2 separate regions of the Canis lupus genome follow, and region 2 is linked to region 1. A link is a contact called in public Hi-C data. All regions are on one chromosome and are shown on one strand. The core of a region is the stretch at or near the end of the contact, and the rest is flanking DNA. Distances in the headings are between cores, read along the strand shown. Region 1 has its middle 130 kb from the start of DAPK1. Region 2 has its middle 170 kb from the start of DAPK1.

What was found. A called contact is a pair of places that touch in the nucleus more often than the background predicts.
Region 2: a Hi-C map of skin fibroblasts shows a contact between it and region 1, with 2.4 times the contacts expected there. The contact joins two enhancer-like sites. A contact is called at or near these places in 2 of 9 Hi-C or Micro-C datasets (liver and skin fibroblasts).

The regions. Positions count from the first base shown.
Region 1 is chr1:73,159,058-73,166,795 of UU_Cfam_GSD_1.0, reverse strand. No RefSeq gene overlaps it. Among named protein-coding and RNA genes, the nearest start is that of DAPK1, 130 kb to the right of the region's middle. Within about 2 kb of position 4,680, at least 3 of the 20 cell types and tissues checked have an H3K27ac peak or open chromatin away from gene starts, as enhancers often do.
Region 2 is chr1:73,202,111-73,209,848 of UU_Cfam_GSD_1.0, reverse strand. No RefSeq gene overlaps it. Among named protein-coding and RNA genes, the nearest start is that of DAPK1, 170 kb to the right of the region's middle. Within about 2 kb of position 2,653, at least 3 of the 20 cell types and tissues checked have an H3K27ac peak or open chromatin away from gene starts, as enhancers often do.

The DNA.
Region 1 (7,738 bases), core at 3,431-5,930:
CACATGTCATGTGTTTTCCTCAAATTCCCAGTGTGATGAGCCGGCAATTCAAGGAGATAGAATTTCCAAGATATTCATCTCAATCCCTTTTCTTGGAAAAGAAAACTCCCTCAAGATGCAAAAGCTGCTTTTCCCAGAGAAGGAATATAAGTCTGTATCAGGCTATCCCAAAAATGTCTGGGTATTGGATTCCAGAGAAAATGTATTATGGGGTGTTTTTGACAAGAATGAAAAAAATATATATATATATAACATAAATGATAGATTTTCAGACTTGCCCCAGAAATGTGTGGAAGCCGTCATGTATCCAGGGTGCAAGAGTATAAGAGAAGTGTGGTTCCCACCTCCATGGGCGGGTTCTCCCAGCCCCGCTCCCAGCTACCTTCCCAGTCACAGGCTCTGGGAGACCTGGTTCTGAGTCACCACCAGCCCCCGTCCAAACAGTTGAGGTGGGAGGATAGCTAAGGTAGGTGAAGGGAAAAACTAGCTCCACGACAGGGACTCCCAGGGACTGGGTAAACTTGAGTGAGGCCCTACCACCCCAACCCCTTCCCTGCCCAGCCCCATTCTCCTCATCCACAGACTGAGGGTTAAGCTGTTAAGACAGTGTCTTAACTTTCTCTTAAAATGCAACTCGCTAGACAGGCTTTTTTTTTTTTTTTTTTTTACATAGTCATATGTGTCTTTTCATTTATTTTTCTAGCCTCTGTGGTTTCAGGGTAACCATGCACTTTAAGAAGTCTGACCTTGCCATAGGACATGTGTCAAGTAGACAACTCCACAAGGAGTGGCCCAGGGGACCCATCAGAGGCAGTTTCTTAGACATTCTTTGCTCCTGCTTATGCTTTCTGATCCCCATTTTGTTCTTGTGTCTACATAGACTCTCCCCTGGGTGGCTTCTCTCAGATCCCCAATTCCTTTGGAACTTACTGATGGATGTGGGTTCTCTAGTTGTGATTCTCTGCATTCTGTGGCTAAACCGCCACCTTCTCTGGATCTGGCCAAGCCCTGCCCCCTACCAGTCTCCTAGGTTCCCATGGCTCAAAACCCCTCTGTGGCCACTCGGCCCTTCCTGAGGTGAAATTAAACAGATAAAAGAAAAGTTCACTTTCTGTGCACCATCCAGCCAGATGGCCAAGCAGTTGACTAAAGCTCCAAGACTGCCTTTCTTACTCTGAACTGAAATGAAGCCCGTGAGAGAATCCAAAAAAGACTTATAGGGCAGCCTGGATGGCTCAGTGGTTTAGCGCTGCCTTCAGCCCAGGGCCTGATCCTGGAGACCCGGGATCGAGTCCCATGTTGGGCTCCCTGCATGGAACCTACCTCTCCCTCTGCCTGTGTCTCTGCCTCTCTCTCTCCTCTCTGTGTATTCTCATGAACAAATAAATAAAATCTTTAAAAAAAAAAAAAAAAGACTTCTACACAAACAACTGATACCTAAAATGACATCGTAAATGGCAAATGTCATTTCTACTTCAAAGATTAAGACTCCATTTAATTATGGAAATCAATTAATTTCTGCTTTATAAATGAATCACAAACATTGGTTTTATTCCTAAGTAAAAGTTAATGAGTTTCATAGCAATCTTTTTACAGAACCAAGAAGAGATGACTCACAAGGATAATAAAACAGGGCTCTCACACTACCCTTGGCAAAGCAGATAGTCTCCATAAGTTAATTTTTCTGAATCACCATGTGTTTTATTTTGTTTTGTTTTGTTTTGCCAAGAAAATAATCTGAAAGTGAACACAGCTACGGGTCATGAGCTTCTTCAAGGACCACAAGCTTATCTCTCAGGCTCCATATTAGATATTTTTCCTCAGAAGAGTCTCTAAGAGACTCTTTTCCTCTCTTTGGGGTTATAAATGATTCATTTACTTTTTTCATCTTTAATATTTTGTGTGTCAAACATAGTATGGCTGAAATCATTTGAAGTCAGGAAAAATTGGCTTAGTTTTCTTAACTTTCTGGATTTCTCTGTGAGATCTCTTTTATCACCAGGCAAATTAGGGTTCACATATCATCACGGCCAAGATAATATGGCAATGTCAGGGTATTCAAAACAGCTATGAAAACAGGAATAAAAGAGAAGAGGGAAAACTTTTAAAGACAGTCCAGGAAGATGAGGCACTTCAAAGATATTAACAAAATATGGAGAAGACAAAACCATAACAAAGTTCGATTTTGTTCAACACAGCATGTTTTTCACCCAAACTGTTTCTGATGCCTGATTCCCTTCATGTGAGTCAAATCCTTCTGCTACTATTCCCAACATCATTATCCGTGAGAATTTTTGACAGAATTTTTGCTATTAAAGCCTATTTAAATCAAGTTCATCTTCATCTCTTTTCTTGTGTCTGTGCTATAGTCACGCGATTGTATAGAGGACTAATTTGTGTACTTTGACTTTTCTCTCTTTGTCTCAAGTGAAAACCCTTCTAATTCTGATCACTGGAACACCTGCCTGGGCTACCTTATGTCATGATCTCTCTCTCACACTTCCTGCTTTGTTGACTCATTCATTCAGCCAAGGCTAGTGGGCTCTGCTATCGAAAGGCAGCATAGGAAGTATGAGAGCCAGACTGGCTGCTTCTTGGTAGCTTTGTGACCTTAGGACATTCACCTACCTCCCTGCACTTCTGTGTCCCAGCTATGAAATATGGATGGTGATAACTATTCCCAACTTTACAGGAGCCTTGTGAGGTTAAATGAGTCAGGACTCATGATAGACTCAGCACATAGCAAGCCCTCTATCAACATTATCTATTGCTATTGCTACCAGCAACTAACTTGTAGGTGGTGCTTGATATTTCTGAAGGGAATGCAAAGAGAAAGAACAAAGGGGAGATGTGCCACCTTCCCTTGGGAGATGTGCCACCAGCTGAGTTCAACAAATTCATGCTTTAAATCAATGCAGCTAAATGTTTGTATTGCCTCTTTGAATATGCTTCTGTCTGATTAGTACAAAATTATGGTGTATTTGGAAATCTGGAGACCTCGCACATAAGTAATTTTATCTTTAGACCTTGATGGGGATGCCTGAACACCAGTTCCAGGTCTCATCTCTATCTTTGTTAGGGAAATGGCTCCTCTCAGTGGACTCACTGAGTAATTACACATACTCCCCTTGCATTTAAGAACAAGAGTCCTGCTTGGGGTGATATCAATAGCTAAAGCCGTTTAATAGCATTGAATTAAACGGTGTTTAAATTTATCTTCTCAAAGATTTATTTCACCAACCCAAACCCATTACAATCTCACATCATCACTATGTTCTATCAGAAAAAAAGAATCAGTGTTGAGCGGGACCAACAAAAGGCAAAGTCGTATTTCCATTTAATTAAAATGACATCCCTTCACCAAAAGGTGTTTACAGGCAACAAAGTGGTTTACACATTTGTTTAATTCTAATAATGCTTTAAATGTCATTTGGGGTCTTTCAAGAAGCATCTGAGTTCTGGTCGGACTGGTCTACCAAGTGCTTGAAAGTCAGAAGCAGCAATGGAAAAACCAGCTGTTATACTTTTCCAGAATCCAAAACAGGTCTGGAAATTATCTTGATTTTCCATATTTGAGTTGGCATTTCATAAAGTATTTGCAGGGTCTGCCAATTGCCGGCTCTGTGAGCTATGTAATCAAAACATAATCTCTAGATCCTCTTGTCTTCTTTTGTGATATTTGGAGATTGGACTAGATACCTTTATACTTCTGGAACTAAATAGAAATGAGTGGATTTTTTAAATGTATATCAGTCGACATACACTTTCATGGAACTCAGTCATGGGCCAGATGATGATGGTGGTGGTGGTACCTAGCACAGTACTTACTGTGTGTCAGTCATTGTGTTCTGTGCATAGCACAAATCAGTCATCTTACCCCCACCGTAACTCTTTACAGTATGCTCTTATTACTCTCACTTTACAGATAAGAAACAGTCACAGTATTTCACAATTTCCTAGAGTGCCCATGGCTAGTAAGTCACTGAGCTATCTGCCTGACTCTCTTTACTAATCTAAGCTGGTAATAGGTATCCAAGTCGCATCCATTTCAACCTCCTGAATATACAGCTAAATCCCTAGCTGACTTTCACTGCAACAAACCAACCCTTATACTAGGATCTCTGCTAGGACCAACTTTGTTGGAACCCCAAAGCTAAAGCCCAGTAAAGTAAATCCCTACTCTCCTCCGTGCAGCATTTACGGTGTGTCATTTAAGCCCCTAGGTCTCAATTATGAGTACTCTCTCCACAAGCCCTCCACACATCTCCTACCCTGGTAGATAGGAAGACTTCGAAGCAGCCCCATTAGCCAAAGAGATCAGCCCATGCAGACACTGCTTCATACACACATACACACACACATACACACACACACACACACACACACACACCCTGCCCCGCCCCACCCCATCCCCACCAAGGACAAGGAATCTCTTCAAAGTGATCAGAGTGAGGTAGGGAAACAGAACACCAGGAGAGTCTGGTCTGGCTGCTGGGTCTAAGGAGATCACCCTTCTAGAGGCCAAACTGCAGGGCAGTTAGTCCTGAGGAACAAAGGGGAAGGTTCATCCACTGGCCTCTGTGTCCCAGTGCCAAAGGTGTGCCCCTGTGGGCATAGACTCTATACACACACACACACACACACACACACACACACACGAGCAGAGTCTGCAGTCCTGGGCTGGAGGAAGGGAGTAAAGACAGGAGGGAGACCCGTGCGAAGTCACTGGCAGATCTCACAGAGCTGGTCACCGTGGCAATCACCAGAAAAACAGGTCAGGCCAACAGGCTCTAAACTGTGCATATGTAAATGGTATCTGAGTCTCCCCAACCCAGTACCTCCACTCCCTGGCATATCTTGGTACAAAGAAATCGCACATGTCCACAAGGACACATGCTAAAATTTTATTGTTGCATCATTGTGTAACAGCAAAGAAAAAGTCAAAGGAGAAGCAGAAGCAGGAGACTACCTAAAATCCTGAACATCCGCCGATATGAAAATGGATTATTAGTGTCTGTTATAATCAGAAAATAAACATGCAACAGTAAAAGTCAGTGAGTACTGCAAGTATCAACATGCGCAATCTTATAAGAATTAGCATCAATGAAAGATTAGCAGATTAGCAATGAAAGACTAGATATAAGAACAAAATGTAAAAATGAATTGCATTTCCCTGTAACATCACCAAATGGTTAAAAGTATAATTTCCCAGAAGACATACTTATAAAGCAACAGAAATAATTTCCATGTTTGCTCACCTGTTATAGTTCTGGCTGTCAATAGATACTGTCTAAAAATGACCAACCCAGAAATAAACATGGACATTTGTATTTCACACGAAGATAAACACCCAAATTAAAATATATATAATTAAGAAAAATAGTAGATAAATGAGAGAGGAGAAGAGGATATAGTGTAAGTCAATAACAAAAATTTTATTCTTCATGACAGGATTCTCAGAATGGGATCCCAGACAAAAGCATCGTCATCACCTGGGAACTTGCTAGAAATTAAAATCCTCAGCCCCCATCCCAAACCTGCTAAATCAGACCCTCAAGAGGTTTCCAATACACTCTAAAATTTGGGAACAACTGCTTTCTGATGATGGCAACCACCAGAAGATCTGCCGCCAGAAACTGTTGTCTATGGAGAGTGGCGTTTGGTTTTTGAAGGATGTGGGGCTTAGGTAGAGATTTTGTTTTTAACTTTACATCATTCCAGATGGTTTGAGTTGTTATAGCATGTTAATCTTTTTAAAGAAGAAAATGGAATACTACTCAGCCATCAAAAAAATGAAATCTTGCCATTTCAATGAAGTGGATGGAACTAGAGGACATTATGCCAAGCGAAATAAGTCAGAGAAAGACAATCATCATATGCTCTCACTCATATATGGAATTTAAGAAACAAAACAAAGGATCATAGGGAAAGAGAGAAAAAAATAAAACAAGATGAAATAAAAGAAGAGGGAGACAAACCATAAGAGACTCTTAACCATAGGAAACAAACTCAGGGTGACTAGAGGGGAGGGGGTGAGGGGATGGGGTAACTGGGTGATGGGCAATAAGGAGGGCATGTTATGTGATGAGCACTGGGTGTTAATAACACTGATGAATCCCTGACATCTACCTCTGAAACTAATAATACATCATATGTTAATAAATTGAACTTAAGTAAATCTAAAAAATAAAAAGATATTTAAATTTTTTTAATTAAAAAAATGAAGAAGAAGAGGAGGGAGGAGGAAGAGGAGAGGGTAGAGGACAAGGGGAAGGGGATGGGGAGGAAGAGGAGGAGAAGGACATGAAGAAGAGGAAGGAGGAGAAGACACACACCAACATGGAATAAGTGTGGTTTAGGGACAGCTTTACTCTTCATGGTCATTCCATTCCCCCCATCAGGATCAGCCAGAGAATTTGCAACAATTTACAAAAATTATGTTTATCAGAAAAGAACACTGTGGTGACATTTAATATTGTTGATCAGTGCTAAATTATGACTTTGATTCATGCCTCAATCCCTATTTTTCTAACTTTTTTTCCAAAGATCACAGTCCAACAGAAGGAAATGTCACATTTTTTTACCCTGGTAAATTTTTTACCCTAAGTAGATAGTAAAATACCAATTGTCTGAATGGGAAGTATTAATATACCTTTACTATACAGAATGAATCAGAAGAAAAAATGATCAGGGGGCTCCAGAAATGTGAGGTCTCTCTCCTCCCCAAGAGAAAAGCACTGTCTGATTCAATGTGATTCCTTGCTACAAGAGGTGATCATTACTCACTTGCTTTGCTTATTTCCCAAGGCGAGCTGACCCACATGCCCTCCAGCCTCTCCAGCCACTCCAGCCACTCCAGGGTATGCAAGCCACTTCTCCACTGAGTGGCTGAATTTATTTTCCTCCCTTTCAATCTGGGCAGGCCTCTTGCTCCAATTGCTTAAATGTCCAGAAGCGAATTTCGAACCCAGACCATCAGCTAGCAGTTTGTACCTCCTTCCTCTTCGAATGCTCTTTCTTGGAACTCAAGCACCGGATTTTGAGGACATCTGTGCAGCTACATGCTGAGGCCCATATGGAAGAGAACGGAAGGCCTTGGTCAACAGGCCTAACGAGCTCCCAGCCAACAGCCAGTGCCAGACATGTGAGTGAGCCATCCTGGAGCTTCCCTTCCTGCCTAGCCCGCAGAGGACCTCAGTCCTAGCTGCCATCTCTGGGAGCAGGCCTGCCCAGCTGAGTCCATTTGACACTCAGAATTCTGAGAGATAGCTAACTCGATATTGTTTTAAGCCACTAAGTTTTAAGGCTTATTTGGTTTAGAGTTTATTCTGCAAGAATAAAAAAAAAAAAAAAAACAGAAACAGAATCTGGGGTATTGTTGTAACAGAAATCAAAAATATGTAGCCTTGGCTTTGGGATTGAGTGGCAGGCAAGAGCCAGACGGCCCTCCAAGAAAACATTGATGGAAACTGAAAGAAGTGAGAGAGGAAATTGCTACTGGAGACTGAAGAAAAGACAATCTGTGTCCAAGTTTGGCACCACTCTGAAATTTGGGCCACCTTGTCTGCAGCAATGGGTACAATGGGTAACCAACAAACATGCACACCTGGCTATAGAGATTTCCAGACAGAATGTTCAAAGGAACTACTAGTTTCTTTTAGTAGCCTCTGAGAAAATCTGAGGAAAGGAACCGATGAGTCCCTCAAAACAGGACAGTTCAGTTTAAGAGCAGAGTTTA
Region 2 (7,738 bases), core at 1,404-3,903, 45 kb before region 1:
GGGCTCATGCCCAGGACCCTGGGACCATGACTTGAGCCAAAGGCAGATGCTACCCACTGAGCCACCCAGGTGCCTGGTTAGGAGTATTATTATGAAAGCAAGGAAAATGTGGTGACCCACATACTATCCTATTTAGCTTCCTCTCCGAAAGCCTGTGAGGTATCGCAGGGCATACAAAGTCTACACTGAGGGGCCTGCATTCTGGCACGGCCTCCCTGCGGTGCCTCCCCAGGTGACCCAGTGAATGGACCTGAATTCTTTGCTTCCACTTCTGAGGCTACTGCTCTCCGCCAGGGACATTTTAGGCTAACTTCAAGATCTGCCTCAGGCTGAACATCCTTGGACCCAGGTGGGCCCTCTGACAGCCGAACGAAAAGCCTGACACCACCTGACTGGGACCCCAGCTGACACACAGCAACACGGGGCAAGGGGGCCGGTACCTGGGGGAGCCAGCCTCACGCCCCCAGCTTCCTGCCACACCTGGCACCACACCAAGCCTCCATAAAGGCCAAACACTGTTTACCTGGTGCCTCGACGTCCTTTATTTCTGACTTTGACCCAAAGCTCAAGACTTAAAGTGATAATAATACTCTAAAACATTGATGCCCAACGTTTACATACAGTATTTGAGTTAATTCTAACAATCCTATGGAACTGTTGTTGCATTCTTCATTTTTATAAATAAGAACACTGAGACTCAGAGAGGCTAAGTAACTTGGCTAAGGTCACACAGCTAACAAGACTGGGAACTAGAATGCAGGTCAGCTCCTCGCAGTGGCACACCAACCCCTCGAGGGTAACTGAGATACTGATATGAGAGTCCAGAGGAGACAGAGAGAGCCACAAAGACATTACCAGAAAAGGAGAGAGCATACACGGCCCCCCCCATGTCCCCTGTGTTAAGAGGGATGCGTCCCTGGCCACCATAACTTGGAAAAACCTGCAGCTGAAGCAGTGAACAGAAGGACAAGGAAGATCAAGTCTAGCTTTCCCCTCTGAATCCCCCAATTTTTTTCCACCTTCCTTTCTTTGCAAAATCTGTCTCCAGTTACTGATCAACAGCATTTTGGTTACTAACATAACTCTTTAGTACACGTGAACCAGGCTACAATTAAACAGGATTTATATTCAGTAAGTTTGTAAAAGTCAAAGAACCATGATTATGCTGGGGAGGGGGGGGAGTTAGGAATTACAAAGAAAAGAGATTTGAATATCAAAACCAAATGACAGCACGGAACATATTAAAACAAAATATATGACATTCCTTCTCCATTTTTCTCCTGATTCCCAGAATGTAAAGCCCATCATTTATGCATCGTGACAAAGAAAATTTTTTTAAAAGATGATTCAGAAAAAAATCTTTCAGGGTTCATTGTCATGAGGCCTAAGTAATCTATTAAATCTTACATATTAATTTTTAAAACTGGCATTCAACATCCCAATCTTTTGAATTTTCCATGTCACTTTGATTTTTCATCTCTGGCTCTAATTAATCAGAAGGCACTCCTTTTCTCCTGGAGGAAGAGATCTCTCTCGTTCTTAAGCAGCCTGGAAAGAAAGTGTGAAACCCATGTCTCGATGCCGGCTGCGCTTCTGGTGAGGCCATAAGGGTAAGTCAGAGCCACAGAGGCCACGCTGCGCTGAACGGCAGCCGAGCTGTGAGGACAGCAGGGCCCGGAAACAGCTGCGTGATTTTTTGCACTTGCTGGGAGCCGAGTGCCTTCTTCCTCTGCCCGATCCCGAGCAGCAGGGGCATCCCAGGCAATCAAAAAGAATTATAGACTAGAAAGGTTTCATCTGCCTCTTAGCCTTATTTTTCTAAACATTTTTACAATGTGAGATTCTGGCTGGCAACTCTAACAGTTTTCTCGGGTGAGTGTGTGTGAGCATGTGAGTGTGTGTGTGTGTGTGTGTGTGCATCCTCACCATGGACTCTCCCCTCTGCTGACTCCATCGACCTGCTGTGCCCCATTATCTGTGGCCTTTGTGGCTCCGAAGGTCAGCAACACTGTTCCCTGGATGAGGCCCAGGGAAGGAAGGAAGCTGAAACAGAAATGTTTTCTCAGCGAAGTGACCTGATTACACACAGAGTGACCGTTTCCAAGCCACCCCGTAACTACCCCCATCAGCTCTGGAGCGAGTCCACAAAGGCAGCAGAGGCCTCCTCCAATGGCTGTTCCTGGCTAAGCAGAAACTGGCTCCGCAGGGAGCAGGGCTGGGGGACCCGTCACCCACAGAGGGTCCTTGCGGGGGTGTGGGTGTCAGTGAGCATGGAGAGTGGGGGAACGGACACACTTTCATGTTGACAGAGGGGTTCCCCTCACCAAAGTCTGTGATGACGAGTGTGGACTCTACATCATCCACTGAGGTTTGCATCTTGGGGTGAAATAAGACCCCAAGTCCCTGTGTCTCAGGATCCTCGTCTGTAAAATGCATAACTACACAGATTGATGTCATGAAATGAGTGAGGGCCCAGAATATAACAGCAGTTATCCTTGTTATTGTCTGAGTTTCTGTGAGGCCCACAAGGCCCATACCCCTCTCCCTGTTGCCAGAACATTCTATTTCTCAAGCAAGCCAAGTTCTTCCCCCTCTGAAGATGCCTGCACTTGCCGTACTGCTGCCTGGAACACAGCTCCTGCAGCTCATGGCATGTCTGCTCCCTTCTCATCCCTCCCTGCCTGGGTAGGAACGTGATCTCCTGGGGGATCCTTGAAAGCACCAGCCGACTCCCACCCACAAATGCATTCAATAGCATCATCCTAAAAATCTGCTACCCAATAATTGTCACTACTTGAAATTACCTTGTTCACTTGTTTTAACTCATAAACTCATTATGTCAGCCCCTCCCACTTGGTGTGGCCCCCTAGTCCCAGGGTGCCCAAGACCTTCTCCATCTTAGCAGGAGGCCCAGGGAAGTAGGCCACCCTACTCCCCACTGGAAGGTCAGGGCAGTGGCCTAATTCACCTCAGCATTATGCCCGACACATAGCAAGAGCCCAAGAAACCTGTGTGGATTGAAAGAAGAAATTAGTGTTTTTCTCTTAACATTACAAATAAGTCATCCTGTCCGATCACAAGACACCCATGATTCCTCTCATTTCTAATCTACAAAGCAGAAAAAATAAAAGAAGTTACCAGAGTCATAGATTGTTTTGAACTAGAAGTTTTGTTGGAACCCTGACCTCAGGCCACTCCCCCCACCCTCTGAGAGGGCAGAATTAAGAACTGTGAACTGAGAGGTCATTGCCAAGGTCATCAGCTGGTGTATACCAGAGACAAGATCTCTCAGAGAATGATTTATCTCATGTTATGTGAACTATAAAGCAATATTTTGATGTAAGGTATTTACATTATTCTTCTACGTTTGTAATTATTTTGTCTCACCAGGAATCCAGAATCTACTAGGCTTAATTAAGGACTGGTCATTTATCAAGAACTCCTATGTTGTTTTGAATTAAAACTTTATCCCCACCCAACTTGCTAATCAATTCAAATTGTGTAAATATATTACATATGTTTGTTTTTGATGAACTCCACTTTACCACCACTTCAGGCATTTCTACCATTTGTCACAGGTGGTCTGTGAGGCCAAAGAGAAAGTAACACCGAAGGATAAAATCAGCCATGGATAAAATCTTGGGACACCCAAAGGCAACGTGGTCACAATGGAAATCTGGGTTGCTGAGAAGAACCAGAAAATAACACAGAAAGAGATACATGCCCCTCGCGAGTCTTCAGTTTTCTTGCCAGAACCCAGGTTGGCAACAGTCCTGGCTCACACAGAGTGTCTCAAGTGGGCACACGGAAAGAAGTTTATCCCTATTCATTCTCAGACCCAAATGCCATACGTGCAGATAAAAAAAATTACCTTGAACAAATTTTAACCTGATGTAGAAGATAGCACCATCTCTTGTCATTCTGGTCACCTCTAGCGTGTACTCAGAAAACACCTCAAGATTTGAAATGGAATTTCAGACTTTATCTTGTTCCAACTCAATAGCAACTCAGAGAACTATTATTCTGGTTTTGCACAAAATATCTGCAATTTATAAGGGTGTGTTTGGGGTGCACTTTGGGGCCAGAGCTAAATGGGAATAAAAGATCGATGAAGTAAGCAGACATGGAGTTACCTAGATGACATCGAAGAAATGGAGTTTGAATTTGGGTCTCTTAGTACAATTCTCTCTTTGCAGGTCTGTCTATAGACACGTGTGTCATTCACACCTAAAATAATGTGTAATACACTCGGGGGTGAAACATCCTTACGTGCATGTTGGTTCCCAACCTTCTATTATCAGTGCTGCTTTGGGGAAGAGAGAAGGAAAGAAGGCCCTCAGACCAATGTATGCTTTTTTGCAAAATGTACACCCAATGCAAATTACACAGGAAAGTTAGCTGAGGGGCATAATTTGTTACACAAATAAACAAACACTATTCGGTTCCGTCTGTGGTTATAATGCAGTTATAACGAAAATCTAAAAACAACTGTAATGCTTCTAACCATGAAATTATAAGGCAAGAAAGTGGATTTAGATAACTATAAGAGCCTTAATTGTATGTTTGTAAACTCACAGACAAAGCTTTTCCTCAATTTAGATCCAGCTCGAATGGCACATTCAAGCACAACTTATATTCCACCCTTTTTCTGCCATATGGGCCTAAGACCCCAAGCCTTAGAAAATCCCACCCTTCCAAAAGATATGAGTCGGGAGTGGAGGGGAAGGAGGAGAGAAATGCAGCTTCACTTGGCAAAGGCAGCCATAGAGACAGGATTTATTAAAGGTAGGGTCGTCCCAGGTGCACTTTCCCTGTATCTGTTCGGTTACACCCCATCAGAGAATTCCATCAGAGTTCTAGAATGTCAGAACCACAAGGCACCAGAGGCCCAATGTCCTGGTCCTACCAAATCATTTCTGCAGGCCCTACACAAAGTAGGAGCTCAAGGTCCCAGAACCTGAGGCCTGGCTTTCCTGCCCTCTCCACATCCCATCCGGCAGCATCTGGTTCCAGGGTCAGGTGGCAGGAGATGATTGACCCAGGAATCATTGAGCCAGCCCTTTTCTGTAGCTGCTGCTCCTGTCACTTCCCCTCCCCTCCTGTCTCTGCAGGATAGAACAGCTTCCCACCCTTGTTCCTCCCTCACCTACTAATTCTAACCAGGCCTGGGCCCAGGAACTGAGGAAGCAGCTGGAACGGGGCAAACGTCCTGCCTTTGGAGGGCCATGGATGCAGACCCACACAAACCAGACTGTCCCAGGGCTCTGGAGACACCAAAGCCAGGAGGAAAGAGAACTTTGAACAGGGTGCTATTTTAGGGAAGGGAAAGCTCTTTAGCTCTTTAGAGGTGACATTTGAGCAAAAATTCGAATGACAAGAAGGAAGTGAGCCAGTATCTACTGCAAGGACATTTGCAGAGAGAAGGACTGCTAAAATGGAAAGGTGCAAAATCTTAAATGAAGGTTGCACAGCTCCATAAATATACCAAAAATCATTAAAGCTCATGCTTTAAATGTGTGCATGATGGTATGTGACTTGAATCTCCATACGGCTGCTAAATAATTAACAATACATTCTTCAAATATATATTTTCACAGACCCTATTTACACTCCTTTAGGACAACATAGGGCAAATCATGTGATGAGTTAATCAGGGTCCTTCTTAACCCTTTCCCTCTTCCTTTCATTGTCCTGCTCCCCAGGGCCTTCCTAAGCAACTGGGTTAATCAATGAGCACATTCCCAGTAAGGCCATCACACCTGCTGGTATCATCTTGCACTGTTGGTGTCTTCCCCTCTCCTCCCATCCCCCCAAGATTACTGTTTAGACAAAGGCCTTTAATGGTTTAACCCATTGTCACTATTCTTGGCCACAGGGCCTAGTCTGGAAGAGACTTAAGGACACACTTAAAAGTTGGAACTGTTAAATAACTTTCTGTGGGTTTTTTTAAATTTCAACTCGTAGAAACCCACATGCCACAATTAAGAGTGTGTGGTCTAAAGGTTGGGATTTTTAAGTGCCCCAGTAGGCCAGTAGGATAGAAATGCTTAATTCAGGGCAACTTTTCTATAACCCTGAACCAAACTAGAGAGATAAGCATCTACCTTTTCTTTTCAGGCATGCATCTGCCGAAAGAGCAGAGGACAAGTATAAAGAGAAACTTTCAAAGGATTTTTCTCTTACTAGTTAGCCATACTTCCTCTGTTCTGAGTGAGACTGCAGGAACAGCCAAATATGCACAGAATACCTTCCTGTGTTAGAGGAATAATGGGCCCAGACACTGAAAACCATGTAAAATAAAAATGGAGCTGGCCAGCCTTATTGAAGACTGATTTTAATACAAATAGCACTGAATTTTAAACACTGTCCATTAAGACCCAGCCTCCCGGGGAAACCATCCTCCCCCACGGACTCCTGTGAACTACGCTGATGGAGGACAGATAACTTGCCATACATGTTGACTCAAACAAAACAATGATAATCTCTTAAATTTTGGGATATCTCACTCTGATGTGATAACCGCAAAGCAAATTTTCTCTTCTTTCAGTTTGTAGACCAGTTTCAAGTTGTTTAAGCCCAGGTTTGCTGTAAGGGAAAAGCAAATTATTTCAGTGCAAGAAAAAAATGGCAATAGCAAGTTTGTACAGCTCAGCTCACATAAAATATGAATATGGCCAAGGTTAGTAAGCCTCCAGGGGAACACTGAAGGGTGAGCTTACCACAGAAAAATGCAGGCCCCAGCTTGAAACATCCATAAAGCTAACTGAAACAAAAAAAAAAAAAAAAAAAACTACAGGTTTCTCTGAACATACTAAGAAGACTCCCAAGACAACTGGTGTCCGTCAGGACTCACATGGGCTGCGGTGGAATCTGGACAGCTGTTGGAGATGGGTTATCACCTTATTTCTTTGCTTACAAATTAAATGAGGGAGAGAGAGAACTAACATGTCAAAATCCAGAGATGAGATTTTAGTAAGAGAAAAATGCACTGGAGATAGTCACTCGAGCAACTTGGCTGCAAGCACTGATCTTGTTTTGGTGTCATTGTTTTTATTTTCATTGTTTAAATTAGAGTCTCTCATGCATGAACTGAAAAACCTAATTACTAATTATAATTCATGTTACAGCATATTCTTATTCAGGTCCATGGATGTGAGGCAAAGCTACTCAGCCAATTTTTCTCTGGGAGAGACAAGGACAAGCCCTCCCCATGACCAATCAAGGAATAATCATACATCCCAACTGAATGTAGTAATCACATCTAAGGTTATGTCTTAAGTTTTACCCCCTTTCCTTGTAGGAGAAGGAATTTAGAAGCAAGAGTTGTCTAAATTGTACTGGATAAAGGCAAAAAAGATAATTAAGAAAAAGAGTCCCCAAAGAGTTGAAATCCAGAGAGTCCAAAGAAAGATATAATGGATTTTTTAATTTCCCTTTTCCTACTTCTTTACTATAAGGTTCCCATCACTCCTCTCATTATGAGAGCTAAATGTTTTAGCTGCCAAATGATATTTGGTTCTTATCAGCCTTTTTCTTTTATATATCTGGAACCAAGGGAAACAATTTGTTTACAAGCACCAAGCAGCTAACCATGATTATCTCTTTGATAAACAACACTTGAAAAAAATGGAATTTATTTTGCTATGAAGCCTTTCTCCTACCCAAACTCTGTTCCCAGATATTACATCTTGAATCAGCTCTGGGAACTCTTTTGGAGGTCCTATCAGACCAGTGCTTC